Linked DNA regions of Sus scrofa: region 1 is linked to region 2. A link is a contact called in public Hi-C data. All regions are on one chromosome and are shown on one strand. Each heading gives the region's core, a stretch centred on a gene start, on an enhancer-like site or on the middle of the called end of the contact. The rest is flanking DNA. Distances are from core to core; before and after follow the strand shown.

The links. A called contact is a pair of places that touch in the nucleus more often than the background predicts.
Region 1: a contact with region 2 is called in a Hi-C map of embryonic fibroblasts, with 2.3 times the contacts expected there. The contact joins the promoter of TRIM16 here to the enhancer-like site in region 2. A contact is called at or near these places in 2 of 47 Hi-C or Micro-C datasets (embryonic fibroblasts and heart right ventricle).

What each region holds. Positions count from the first base shown.
Region 1 is chr12:58,935,652-58,942,736 of Sscrofa11.1, reverse strand. It overlaps TRIM16 (tripartite motif-containing protein 16), which reads left to right and starts at 2,095. Exons shown (of 6, transcript XM_021067910.1): 1 at 2,095-3,955. The coding sequence starts at 3,383.
Region 2 is chr12:58,697,721-58,704,369 of Sscrofa11.1, reverse strand. PMP22 (peripheral myelin protein 22) reads left to right here. Exons shown (of 5, transcript XM_021067896.1): 2 at 736-844; 3 at 2,174-2,273. The coding sequence starts at 767. Among named protein-coding and RNA genes, the nearest start is that of PMP22, 33 kb to the left of the region's middle. Within about 2 kb of position 3,774, at least 18 of the 83 cell types and tissues checked have an H3K27ac peak or open chromatin away from gene starts, as enhancers often do. A contact at or near this core is called in embryonic fibroblasts, where this site is marked.

The DNA of each region.
Region 1 (7,085 bases), core at 846-3,345, 240 kb before region 2:
CCAGGGGCTCAGTCTAGCCTGTGGGCCCGGGGAGCTTAGGGTTGCTGATCAAGGGAAGGTCGTACCTTGTGGACAAACAAGAGGGACCGGGAAGCCAGCCAGGGCCAGGCCTCGTGTGGCTCAGCAGGAAATGACCCGTGTGTGTCCCTGTGGGGGGAGGTTTGGAGCTAAAGGCACAGCTGAAGCTGTTCCCGCAAACTGGGGGGGACCTCTTGGTACCCTTGCTCGGGTGGCTTGGGAGGACTTTGCCCATTTGAGGGCTTAGTCCCAACAGAGCCAATGGGATGGGAGGTGAGTGATTCTGTCCCTACCAGTTCCTGCCCCACGCCGAGTAGGGGGCGAGTTCTCAAAGTTCTTGGTAGGGAAAAGGACTAAATACCAAACCACAATGTGGCCCTAACACCCCAGGTGGCAGACTTGATTCAGGAAAGAAGGAAATTGTATTTAATTTGGAGAGAAGAGAGAGACCCTTGTTTTATGCAAGGCTGAATGTTCGGGGGCGGGGGCGGGGGGGCCTGGGGGACAGGAGAGGGTGGTGTGACATCAGGGGAGCAGGTGTGAGGGGAGGCCTGGGAGGGGTCTGGACGTTGTGGTGGGGTCAGCAGCACTCCCACCTCGGCTCTGAGACACGGCAAAGGAACCAGTGCAGCAGCGGGAAAGTGAGCTTCACCTAAGGCGGGGAGGCGGGGAGCCAGGAAGAGACTGGGAATGGTGGGCTTCCGGGGGCCATAGGGAACCTGGGTTTAGGAAACCCAGGGGGTGTTAGCCCCCATCTCCTGGTACAGGAGCGCTGGACCAGGGGCTCTGGGTGTGAGGAGGTGTGTTACAGTCCCTGGAAGCAGGCTTGGCGCTCAGGCAGCTGTGTGGTCTGAAGGCGCTGCTCTGGGCCTGGCAGTGGAGGGGGTTTGGAAGTTTGTAGAATTTGTGGTCTCCAGAGGGCCAGCACTCTCCAGGCCCAGCCTGGGCCAGACATAGCCCTGTCCCCCAGGAGCCAGATCGGGACTCTTTGTTTACCAGCCCTGACTTGGGCCAACCTGCCCATCTTAGAGATCAGGACACTGAGGTTGGGAGGGGACAAATGACTTTTCAAGGTCAAGCTGGGGCTGAAAATTCAGGTTTCCTGTTTTGTTTTTGCTTTTCTTTTTCGGCTGCCCTGCGGCATATGGAATTCCCAGGCCAGGGATCAGATCCGAGCTATACGTGCCACCTACGCCACAGCTGCGGCCATGCTGGATCCTTTAATCCACTGTGCTGGGCTGGGGATCTAACCTGCGTCCTGGTGCTGCAGAGACACCGCTGATCTCGAGTTCCACGGCAGGAACTCTCAGGTTTCCTGTTTTCCACGCTTCTGTGGAATGTCTGCCTGCTCAGGGCTCTGAGGGGGCAACAGAGATGGCTGGGCGAGCCCATGGGCTGCCGTGTGGGGCCAGCAGGACAGAAGGGGAGGCGGGGGACCCACCTGCAGAGGGGTGGGAGAAAGTGAGAGCTGGCTCTGCGCCCCAATTGGCGCCTGGGCTTGAGGAACGGGCCGCCAGCAGCCACCTCCCCACCCCCCTTCCCCAGAAAGATCAGAGGCTCTCTGGCAGGTGGGTAGAACTGGTAGAGTTGTTCTGAAAAGGCGGCAGAAAGGACAGCAACCCGATTTGTTAATGTTGGAGAAAAGCCTGGGAACGGGCCGGACCTGGAGAAGGCAGCTCCCTCCTCCGGGCTGGAGATTTGAAACCATGAAAGCAAGTGCCGGGAAACCTCTCCTGGGCTGTCCTCGTCGGTGGAAGAGGGTACTGAGCTCGGGTGCTCAGGAGCCCAGGTGTATGGCAGAGGGGCCGGGTCCCCATCATGACCACAGGCTCTGTGGCTGCTGACGACAAGTGCAGACCTGTGGCCTTCCTTGCGCTTCCACGCCAGGCAGCCTCTGCATTTCCCAGCGCCCTGGTCAGGGACCAGGACCGCCCCTTGGTCTGTGGTGGGACTCTGGATCCCGAGAACTCCCCCTGGTGGAGCCATGGGGAGGGTGAGGCCTTGGACACACCCCAACCCTAATCTCGGGGGCCAGCGGGACCAGCCCCCTTCTCTCTCGGTTCGGTGGGTTTCCTAGTCCATTGGAGCACATCTGAGGAGATCCTGGGGGGAGCTGTAGAGCCTCTGGGGGCTCTGACACTGGGGCAGGTGCCCTGGGATAACCCTGGGTGCTGTGGCGCCCACCTGGCAAGTGCAAAGTGGGCCGCGAAGCCCCACCCGGTGCCCCTTTCCTCCGAGGCACTTAGGTGCTGCCCACCTTGTCCCCAGCATCTGTGGTGGCTGCATCACACCCCCCATCATATGCTGTAATGTTGGAGCCCCCAGAATAGGACTGTATTTGGAGACTGGGCCGTTTAAAGAGGTAGTTAAGGTAGCTGAGGCCCTGAGGGTGGCCCTAATGCAGCTCTGACTGCAGTCCTTAGAAACAGAGGAGCTGAGGACACTGAAGGGGGACCGCTGAGGACACAGGGGAGGATGGCCATCTGTGAGCCAAGGAGAGGGGCCTCAGCAGAGACACCCCCTCCCCTGCCAACACCTTGATCCTGGGCGTCCAGGCTCCAGGGCTGGGAGCAGGTGCATTTCTGTGGTGAAGCCGGTCTGTGGTACTTTATCGTGGCTGCCACAGCAAACCCGAACCCCATGTCTAGGAAAACCCTGGTAAGCGAGCAAAGGGGCCACGCCCCTGTGGGGCCACCGGGTAGGTGGTGCGGCCAAGGAGGGCCACTGCTTTGAGGTCTCCGTGGGAGGAGACGAGCTGTCCCCAGGCTTCCTGATCGCTGCTGAGTGCCCTTCTGAAGCCCGACTCCTGGAACGTGCCAGAAGGTGACGTGGGAAAGATGAGACTCTGTCCCAGCCGCGTCCCGTCCAGGTCCGCGAGATGGGAAGGAGGAAGGGCTGCCCTTTCGCTGAAGTCTTTACATCCGGGGCCCTTTGCAAATTGAAAACAAAACACTGAGCCTGTCAAGCGGCGCAAACCAACATCGGCTTTTGACTGCAGAGTGCAGGAAACTCCAGTCCTTTCCAGACCGACCTGGTGGCCTTTGGGGGATGAGTGACTCACAGAAGAATGGAAGTTTCAGGGCTGGGCTGGAGGAGGGGCTTGAGCCTGTGGGGGGGCCCCCTGGGCTGCCTGGAGCCAGAGGAGTCAGAGTCGACAGCCCTGTCATCAGCACAGCTCATTGTCTGAGCCTGAGCTGAGTAGTGACCGGCTGAGCCTCCTCTGGGCAGGAAACAGTTAAGTCCTGCAGCAGCTGCAGTCAGCTGGGCGCTGAGGGCTGGGCAGGCGTGGTTCTCCTGTCTGGCTGGGCTGTGGGATCCTGGGCCACAGGGCAGAGGAAGCCCAGCTTGGTGGCAGAACTTCTACATGGCTGAATTGGAGCTGATGGCCCCAGGGCCGCTGCCCGGGGTCCCCACTCACCCTCCAGCCACTCTCAGCCCAGACTTGGCTTCAGCCAGCCTGGCAGAGGAGGACTCAGCCTCCCTGGAGAGTCCCCCAGGGGAGCCTGGGGGACAGGGCAGCCTGGCAGAGGAGGACTCAGCCTCCCTGGAGAGTCCCCCAGGGGAGTCTGGGGGACAGGGCAGCGGTTCTGCCGACTCTGCCGGGCAGGAGGGCCCCAAGGCCGAGGGGGAGGAGGAGGAGGTCCTGTGTGACTTCTGCCTCGGGGCCAGCAGGGTGAGGGCCGTGAAGTCCTGCCTGACCTGCATGGTGAACTACTGCCCTGAGCACCTGCGGCCGCACCAGGAGAACAGCAAGCTGCATGGCCACCAGCTGACCGAGCCCACCAAGGACCGGGACCTGCGCGTGTGCCCTGCCCACCGCAGCCCGCTGGTCGCCTTCTGCTGCTCAGATGGGCAGTGCATCTGCCGGGAGTGCGGCCAGGGCGAGCACAGGGGCCACACCTTGGTCTCCCTGGACACCGCCCGCAGGGACAAGGAGGTGAGTGCTGGGGTCCCTTGGGGAGGGGGTGGGGAGGCCGCACGTCCAGGGAGGGACTGGGCCTTGGCCTCCTCACTCCTGTGCTTAGGGTTCACCCGGGAAGGACTTGAGCCTTGGTACCTGCCTGTCCATCGGGCAGAAATCTCTTTTGCACTTGGCTTTGGAAAGTGGGGTGGGTCCCTCTGTCCCCATCTCGGTCCTGCTGTCCCTGCGCTCTCTCCCTCTGGGTCCTCTTGCTAGTTTCCTGCTGTGTGTCACTCAGCTTTCTGTGGCTGATGCGTCTGGGGGTGGGGTGCGGAAGGTGTGGGGCTGAGCGCAGCGGTGTTGCCCTCTGGCCTGATCTGAGTGGCAGTTAGTGAAATGTAAACCTGGGCAGGAATTCAGGAGAGGAGAGCCCAAACCTCCCCCCTGATTCCTCTTTTCCCCTTCCCTAAATGAGGTCAATAGAAGGGGCCCCTCTGGAGATGTGGGTGACATCCAAGAGCCTGAAGACGCAGCACTGGAAACTTACCTGCAGGTGCAATGTTGAGGACGGCTTAACTTAGGGAAAATGAGCCTCCTTATCAGATGGGGTAGCAGGAGAGACTGAGAAACGCCGTGCGCAAAGCCTGTAACCTTAGTCCCGGCAGATAGGGACCTGTTTCTAGAACAGCCAGCTTTTCTTTGCCCTAAAGCTGAGAGCCTGGAGACTGTTCTTGGCAATGGATTTAGATGCTTCGTTTCTCACATTTTGATTTTCCACGAGCACATTTTTTTTCTCAGTGGCTGTTGGCTGTTGACTTTTGTCCCACATTTCACACGCCCAAGGTTCCTGGGTAGCTGAGGAAGTGCTTCCTGGGACGAGCTGGTTACCTGCCAGGGCCCCTCCTCCACGCCTCCATTAAGTGTAGATTTTATCCAGTGTTAGTGGGAATTGTTCTGGAAAGCTCTGTTTTCCAGACGCCAATGAGTCACCGTTTCCAGCTCTTGAATCCTCTTGCCCGCTGTTCCCAGCATCCTCAGTATCAGAGAACGTCAGGTCACTGCCGCCCATTCCCCACGTTCACAGCCACGAAGAGGCTCGGGGTCAACAGACAGGTCAGAGGACACATCTCCGTGTCCTTGAGGAAACTAGTCTTCGTCGCCAGGTGCTAGATGCTTATCATCCAAATCCCTTAATAACTCTGCCTAGTAGTGACTCTTTCCATCTCCACCACATTTGTCAGAACCTGTAGATGGCTAAGTCACGGCGCGAGGGATGGAAGCTTCTGGAAAGCCACCCCGCTGGAGGAGCACAGGAAGGACCCCAAGATCACAGTGTTATAACCTTACTTCCTTTCTTGTACCCGGACCTTGCCTCACAGGCAGTAGAGAGATGAAGGCAGACTCTACTGCTTCCCCCTCATGCAGGGTCTCAGATCGGAGTCCTCTTGTGTTTACCTGGAAAAGTGGTGCATGTACACGTTGAGAATCAGTCTCCGTCAAACACTGCAGTAGATTGTTCCAGCAGATTTTTCGGTAGATTTTCTCCCTCCCATCCTGAACCCCCTGCCTCCCTCCTCCGAGCAGGCACTGCCATCCACCCTTGCTTCTGCTTCCTGTTAGAGTCTGTGCCTCTAGCAGCATAGACACAGTATGAACTCTAAACCTAGCGTGAGCTGGTGCCTTTCAGAGTCGGAGGGTAACTGTGGTCCCGAGCAGGGAGTCTTGTGTAGCCTGTGTGCAGAGCCCCAGCTCAGACACCCCAGGAGGGAGCTGTGTAGGGTAAAATATAAACAACTGGGGAGGGACCCTGGGTGGGACGGTTCTTGTGCTGAAGGCAGTTGTGGTTCCAGGTACTGTGCGGCGGCCCCACTCCCTGGGCCCTGGCGCTGGCCCAGCTCACCACCCCGGCATGCTGCTTGCCCGGGAGAACTCCTGCCTTTCCACCCGGTGTCCTTGCGTTCAGCTCAGAGGGCAAGTTTGCTCTGTAAGCGCAGCCACACTCTGAGTGGCCATGCCACATCCCAGAGCCAAAGGATGTCCTGTAAGGAGCCCAAGAGACCAGCTCAGGAGACCTGGTGGCTGGAGGAGGCTGCAGCCAACACTAGATGAGTGTGGAAGGCGTGTCGGACACAAGTCCGGTTCTAGACGCTCAGGTGTTTCTCCATCCAGCCCACGTCTGCTGGAGCCGCTTGCTCAAGGTCACTTCAGAGCATGGAAAGGGCTAGTTACTCAGGCAGGCACGTCCTGCGGAGGCAACTGCGAATGGCAGGGCCGGCCGTGAGGATGCAGAACAGCTGGGAGCCTGTGTCGGATCCACAGAACCACGGATTTCTCCGTTCACTGGCTGAGCCCCTCTGAGGCTCCCACGGTCCCTCGCTGTGCCCGTGGGCAGAAGCTCGCTTTGGATTCGGAGGTTCTGGGGGTTCTTTGATGATGTGTCCAGTCCTGGTGGGCTTCCAGAGCCCAGCTCTTCCCCCCGGCCTCCATGCCTGAGGCCCCTTGGCTTGTATGAGGGGCTGATCTTACCTCCTCTCCCCCGCTCTGAACTCGGGCACGCTGCCGGGGGCGGGGGAGGCTGTGTGTGTGCGGTGAGAGGCACTCCTCCTGTGGCTGCTCTCCTGCTTGTTCTCACCCACGAAGTGCGTGGATTCTTTCCTGTCCCGGGTCGGGTTGATCAAGCGTTACTGAGCACTTCCTCGGGGCCAAGCGCGAGGCTGTGCCGTCTGTTTCTGGGAGTCGGGCTCTGATCGGGGAGCCAAGGCAGGTCCACGGCCTCCCGATGCCAGAGGCCTGCGGCAGCACAGAGGGCCTGCCGTGCGTGCCAAGGAGGGAGGCCCCCGGGGGTGATGTCAGGGAGGGGCTGGGGGGGTCTTGGAGGAGGGAAGGCCTGGGCTGGGCTCCGGCTTAGGTCTGGAAGTCCATTCGTGGAGGTCACTGCATCCAACCTCAGCTTTGGTTCCGGAAAGCCCGGGACTGGGTGCTGACTGAGGACACAGTGTCCAGGTCCAGCAGGAGCCCAGTTCTGAGAGCGTAAGTGTGCCTGCTTCTCGGGGGAGAGTGACCAGCACCGTTCACAGCCCGTTGGCAGCCGAAAGGTGGATAGTTTGAGTGCCTTGGACTCGGTTTTATGAAGCTTGGTTTCTTCTTAAACATTCAGCTGGGCTCC
Region 2 (6,649 bases), core at 2,525-5,024:
AGCGTGGATCCGGCAGCTCTTCCCTCTCCGCTCTCGCCAGCTCTGCGCCGTCTCTCCCGGGCCGCCAGTGGCGATGCCGAGCTGTGCTGGGCTCAAGACGGCTCCCTGCGCTGGCAGAACTGGGTGGAAACTTGGAGCTAACGGAATGCGGAGTTCTGGAAGCTGGGAACCCGGCTCCCAGCCGAGCGAGCGCTCTCCCTCCCAGTACAGCCGCCGGTGTCCCCGCGCCCCTCGCAGAGACGGGGGCGCCTACCCGTCACCCCCACTTCCACTCCACGGGGGAACGCGCGCTCTTCCTCAAGTCGGGATGCCCCGGGAGCGCCCGGGTGGGTGGAGGCTTGCGGCGGCCTCAGCTCGTCACTCTGGAAAAACCTACCCCCCTGGGTGACTTCGACGAGCGTAGCGCGTACCACTTGTTTTGATCCAAAAGCAAAAGATGTTCCGTCGCAGGCAGGCCCAGCGGGCTGCAGGTTGGGGATGCTGCGGTCCGCTGCTGCCCTCTCTCGGCGGCTGCCGGGCGGGGCGGGCGGGCGGGCGCGGCGCCAGCCTGGGGCATTCCGAGCGCAGGAGCCTCCCTCCGCGCCCCTCCCTCCCTCCCTCCCTCTCTTCCTCCCTCTCTCCCGCTCTCCGAGCCCCTCCCTCCCTCCCTCCCTCTTTCCCTCCCTCCCCCGCGCTCGCTCGCTCAGGCCAGTTCGCTCGGCCCCCTGTCCAGTTCGGCTCTCTCTCTCCTGCCAGGCAGAAACTCCGCTGAGCAGAACTTGCCAGGATGCTTCTCCTGTTGCTCGGGATCATCGTCCTCCACGTCGCGGTGCTGGTGCTGCTGTTCGTCTCCACGATCGTCAGCGTGAGTGTCCGGCGCGAGGCGCGCGGGCGGGCGGCCGGGGGGGGCCCGGGGCTCACCCGGAGCTCGGCCTCCGGACGGCGATTCCAGCTGCGCTCCCTCGGATCCGTTGTCGTTTGCAGACGGCGAGTCTCAGACATCCCAGGGCGTTTTGCAGTTGCTGGCAATCAGCCCCTTTTCAGTTGTTTTGAGAAAACCAGAGCAGATTCCGGCAAGGAAGAAGCCAGCGCTGGCTGGGTTAGCGGCGCAGGCCTCTCTTTTAGCGGAAGAATTTCGGTGCCATCCAGCCCCGCCCCCTTCATGTGATAAGTTTTTTTTTTTGTTTTTTTTTTTAAAGCATTTTTCTTGATGCAGGTTCGTTCAGGAAGGAAGTGGAGTATTTAGGAAAATGGCATAGATCAGATGGGAGGCTTAGTTCATAAACCAGCCTTTAGGACTTGAAATTGGGAAGTTACACCTGGCTTTTCCTTAGGAGTTGGGAGCGCCAGGTCTGCTTTGTGATGGGGATAGGGCACCTTCTTAGAAAAGCCTCCTCTATTTGGAATAAGCCATCTAGACAACTGTGTAACCAAACCATCAAACATCAAGCTCATTAAGTTTTTTCTTTTTTTTTTTTTTAAAACAAAACAAAACAAAAGCTGCTCTAGCGGTTCCCAGGCTAGGGGTCGAATCGGAGCTGTAGCCACCGGCCTACGCCAGAGCCACAGCAATGCCAGATCCAAGCCGAGTCTGTGACCTACACCACAGCTCATGGCAATGCCTGATCATTAACCCACTGAAGCTCATTAGGTTTTAAACTCATTTTCCTAAAGATGAGCACAGACTCAGGCAGTTTTGTGACTGTGGCCCTAATAGATGGCACGATCTCAGCGTGGTATTTTTGCCCATTTCCAAGGCTGAGAAATGATTGCACTGGGGACTTGCGACTGGGTTTGTCTGGTTCCAGCATGGTGGCTTGTGCAGTGACACCGGGGAAGTCAGGGAAGGAGAGTCCGCTTGGATGCAGGTGTCCTGGGTTGAGGCCCAGGCTTCTTCTATAGAACACATGTCTGCACATCACTACGTGTGTGTGTGTGTGTGTGTGTGTGTGTGTGTGTCACTTTTCTGTTTCCAAAGTGCGTTTTCCTTGCAAGACCTTGGCCCTCCCTTCACTTGGTGTCTGGGCTGGACCTCTCGCCTTTCTCCAACATGACCGAGACCTCTGGCCAGGCAGCCCTGGGCAGGGCAGAGGCGGGCCCCGCAGACGGGTTGGTGCTCTTGGCCTCCCCGTGGCCTCCTCCCTTCCCCTTTCCTGCACCCCTCCCCTGACTTAGCACATCTGCTTCTTTCTAGCAATGGATGGTGGGCAATGGACATGCTACTGACCTCTGGCAAAACTGCACCACCTCCCCGTCGGGCAACGTGCAGCACTGCTTCATGTCGTCAGCAAACGGTGAGACTGGGTTTTTGTTCCACAGAGCTGTCCTTATCTGTCAGTGACATGTTTCTCTGTCTGGACCTGGCATCATGTGTTCTTGGAGGACACAGCTGGGGAGTTGTTGCAGGGGTGGGGCGGGCTGCCACAGGGGCAGGGAAGCCAAGGTAGAAAGAGAGGGGCTGTGGCTCCCTGGCTGTGCTGAGATCCTGGGGCTCGCTGAGCATTCCCTCTACCTAGAGAGAAGCCCTGGAGCGCCCCCCCCCCCCCAGTTATCACTTGTGAGCAGAGAAATGTAGACACTGATGAACAGTAATGATGCAAAACCTGAAGCAAAGCCCACTGGGAGTTTTGATCCAACTGGCATCTTTGGTCTGTTGGCAGAAATATTCAGGAATGTCCTGCATCTTTCTGGCACAGTGATGAGGGGCCATCCCAAGGATAGATGGGCCAGCTTTTGGTTCCCAGTTATGGGATTTCTTGTGCCTCAATGATGTCGTTTAGCATCAGAACTTTCCAGTGCTTCCTCTTTGCAAGGTGGGGCATTGAAGCTGTTTCCAAAACCCCAAGCTGAGCCCGGAAGTATTTCTACCCTGTCCTCGGCATCGTTACTTGTGAGATATGCGCTCTTGGATTCAAAGAGGGGTTAATTGGCAGCGGAAGCACACACTTAGGTATTTCCAGCATCCAGAGAAAAGGAGAGCTCGGAAGAGATCTGGTGTCTTTGGACGTGCAGAGGGATAGGTACATAGGATGTATTCTCTTGGTAGCTGGACAGTGTCTGGTGGCAGCATGGACATTGGAAGGATGAGGGCCAGGCTTCACGAGGTCTCGTGTTGCAAAGGACGTGTCACAGGCTGGAGAGGGAAGTTGCTGCAGATCTGACAGAGCTTTCTTGACATCCTGGCTTTGAAGACCAGCACAGTACAGGTTCCAGGGTGGCTGCAGCTACTCCTGCATCAAGTATTTCTGTTGAAGATGCTCCCGGGGAGAGAAGTCAGTTTAGGGGCACCTCCACAAAGCGGGTAGGGTAGTGGCCCTAGTTCTGGGCTGGCACAACTCAGTTTCTTTGCCAGCCTTTCCTCCTAGGGGCTCTGTGCCTGACAGGCTGTCACTGAAGGGTCACCAACCAAACGGCTCGAACCTCAATATAAAGAGAAACTGAGAATTGTTGTCGTTTCTGTGGGGAGGAGGCCCAGGGCTGGAAGACCCCGCATTGCGTTTCCACTATCCCCGGGGAAGAGGGGAAAAAGAAAGACCCCAGTCTTTATGGAAGGGAGCAGTCCTTCATGTTTTTTCTGGATCTGCGAAGGATGTTAAATTAAAACCACCCTGGAGGGTAGCACAGTGAGTTGGCAGCCAGGTGGATGAAACACTCAGGCACGTCGTCGGTGCATCTGCCCAAAGCACTGCTTGTCCCCAAAGCTGCGGCATCCGCGGGTTCCCCAGGCTGGGTCTGGCTGAGGTTCCCTGAAGACTCAGGATGGGAGGCTCCCTGCTCACTACTGACACCTGGTGGCCACAAGTGGTGACGCCACTGGAAAGTGCTGTTCTTCCTGAGACCTCTGGCCCCGCAGTTGCCTCGCCCAAGTGGCGTTTGGCCATGCGGAGTTGGCAGGGAGTTCTGGACTCTTAGGCACGGAAGGGGCAGTTCTGGCAGGCGTGTCCCTCCCCCGGCTGGGTTTCAGCAGAGATGAGTCGGCAGAGCAGCTGTGATCTAAATCGTGTTCAAATCGCCTGCAGGCAGGACGGCTGGCTGGCCTGCTACTGCCTCCCGCGGTGGGGAAGGCAGTCATTTCCGCCCTGGCAGCAGCTCTCCAGGAGCCCCAGGGTTCTTCAATCAGGAAGCATCCTATCTCTCAGCTGGCTCTGGGTGGGCGAACCTCATCCTCTTGGGTTCATTGACCACGGCTTCAGGTTGTTCCTCGTGGGTCTTTATCCACATCCGCGAGATTGCTTTCCGGGGGCCCCAGACCCCGCTTCTCCTCCACATCTGCCTTCTCAGCTCCCCCAGCGAGGGCGTTTGGAGGAGATCTGGACACTGGGGCTGATCCTATGTCAGAAGTTTCCATTTAGGCTTCTCCAGTGGTCTAACCCTGCTGTCGCCTTCGGATGTGTCAGCTTGTCCAGTCCTAATTCTGATGCGGGTGAACCCCTGCCGCCTCCTTAGCCTTGTCAACTGGGTTTAACCCTTTCTGTGCCAGACAAGAGGTGAAAAAAAACCACATGAACTCTGCTAGTGGGAAAGCATTCACGCGCGTCGGTATTTGCTCTCAAAATGCTTCAAACGCACTTTTTATTGAAGTGATTGAAAATAATTCGTTATCAATACAGATTTGTGAAGACTACATTGCGGGCATATGAAAATACGCACGCAATGTGAAGACACATTGGCTTACAGGATTTACTGTTTTTTTTTTTTTTTTTTTTCTGAAGGAGCTTGCTTTGCATGTGCAGGACAGAGATAGCATTCTGCCTTTTTTCGTTTTTGTTTTTAACGTATGTATATGAATAGTGCCTCTTGCCACGTTAACTGAATGGCAGTCAAATGTCTGTGTAATGGAGTTTGAAGAAGACCTATGAGAGTTTTCCCTCAAGCCCCCTCTTGATATTCGAGTAGTTTCAGATTTCTCACCCCCTGCCCTCAACTCTGTCTGCTTTTCCCGTTTTCTAATGGTGTTTGCATCCTTTCTGGCCCCATCCTGGTCCCCGCTGCAGGTGGAGGTGAAAGAGGCTTAGTGGAGGGATATGTTTATCATGACCTCATCTCGAACGCCTCGCAGCCAGTGACTGTTGGGTCCCGAGCTCTGTGATGAATCGCTGTGAAGGCAGCACAGGCCAGGTGCCCGAGTGGAAGTGGAAGTGCGGTTTCGTGGGAGGTGGGATTTGAGCTGTCCTCCAAAGGATGGGCAGGGTTTAAATAAACACGGGTGAGAGGAGGAGGCTGTTCTCTATGGAGGCAACGGCGAGACTGAAGCAAGGGGAAGGCAAGACAAGGACATGTTACAACGGTGGGCTCGTGTCCCAGTCGGCATTAAGGTTGACGGCATGAGACAGAACCTCTTCCGATGGTGGTGACTTAAAGAAGATTGTTTGTTTCCCTTTCTTTCCAAAGCCATGTGGGAGGAGGCAGCCCAAGCTAGGCATAGCAGTTCCATGAACTGTCAGAGTCCCAGGCACCTCTTAGCTCGTTCCTTTGTCATCCCTTGGAGTTGGCCCTTGTCCTCATGGATCAAAAGGCTGCTGGGGCACCAGCCATTTCATCCATGCTTCAAGCCATAGGGTAGAGAAGGGAGGAGGAGAAGGATGTGTCCCCCTCCCTCTTCATGAAACATCTCCAGCCAGACCACACACTTCTGTTTCTCTCTTTTACTGCGAGTTAGTCACAGAGTCACAGTGGCCAGGGAGGCTGAGAATGGCGTCATTCGGCTTCATGGGAAGCATGGCTTCTTGAGTCATACCCTTTTACAGCAGCTCTTCAGGGTCCTGGGCAGTGTGTGTGTGTGTGTAAATGTTATTTCGTGTTAGGAAGTTAGTGTGAGAAACAAATAGGTCCGGTCGGCCTGGATTCAGAACGTGGAGGCTCCAGATGTGGCCGGTGGGGCTGGAGAGGCAGCATCCGCTCAGGCCAGCATCCCTCCAGAGACAGGTGAGTCTTGGCTCTCAAGCTGCTAAGATCTCTGGCTGGGATCAGGGCATCCCCGGTCCTGAAGGTGCCTGTCTGCCCCAGGGCTTCACACTACGGGTGTGTTTAAAATCTCCTGACCCAGAAGGTTCAGCAAAACGTTTGCCTTGCCTTGATAAAGCTTTTTGTTTTGAATGCTCCCAATGATCCAGATATTAGCTGGGAGGGTGCAGCGCTGGCCTCTCTGTCAGCTTCAGAGCATCGAACTGCGGGTGGCCCAGGCACAGTGTATCTTCCCAAGTCCTCTGTCTCAGAAGAGAGGGGCACACTTGTTCATGCTGAGGTGTGAGGCACATAAAAGGCACACATTCCCGAAGCACTTTCACTTTGTAAAGAGGAGACCTTTCAACATGAAAGCCTGGAGGAAGGAATCAGGCTTTCCTCCTGTCTGCCCCAAAGCATCCTGGGTGACAGGGCAGCCAGACATGAGCCCTCCCATTGCTCAGGGGCACCGGCCAGCCCTCTTCTGCAGTGTGCACGCTGGAGCCGATCAGGTGACACCCAGGGCTTACTCACAGCCGCCGGGAGCTCAGGGCAGCACCTGACCAGTGCTCTGGGTTGAAAATTAGAAAAAAAGTAAGTTTCGTGTCTCCGGAGCCCCTGGCTTAAGCCCCCCATGTCTGTCGTGCCTGTGATGTCTGTTACTCCAGACTTGTCTCAGTTATCTGTTTGGTGGCACTGTCCCTTCGGCAAGGACACAGACCACATC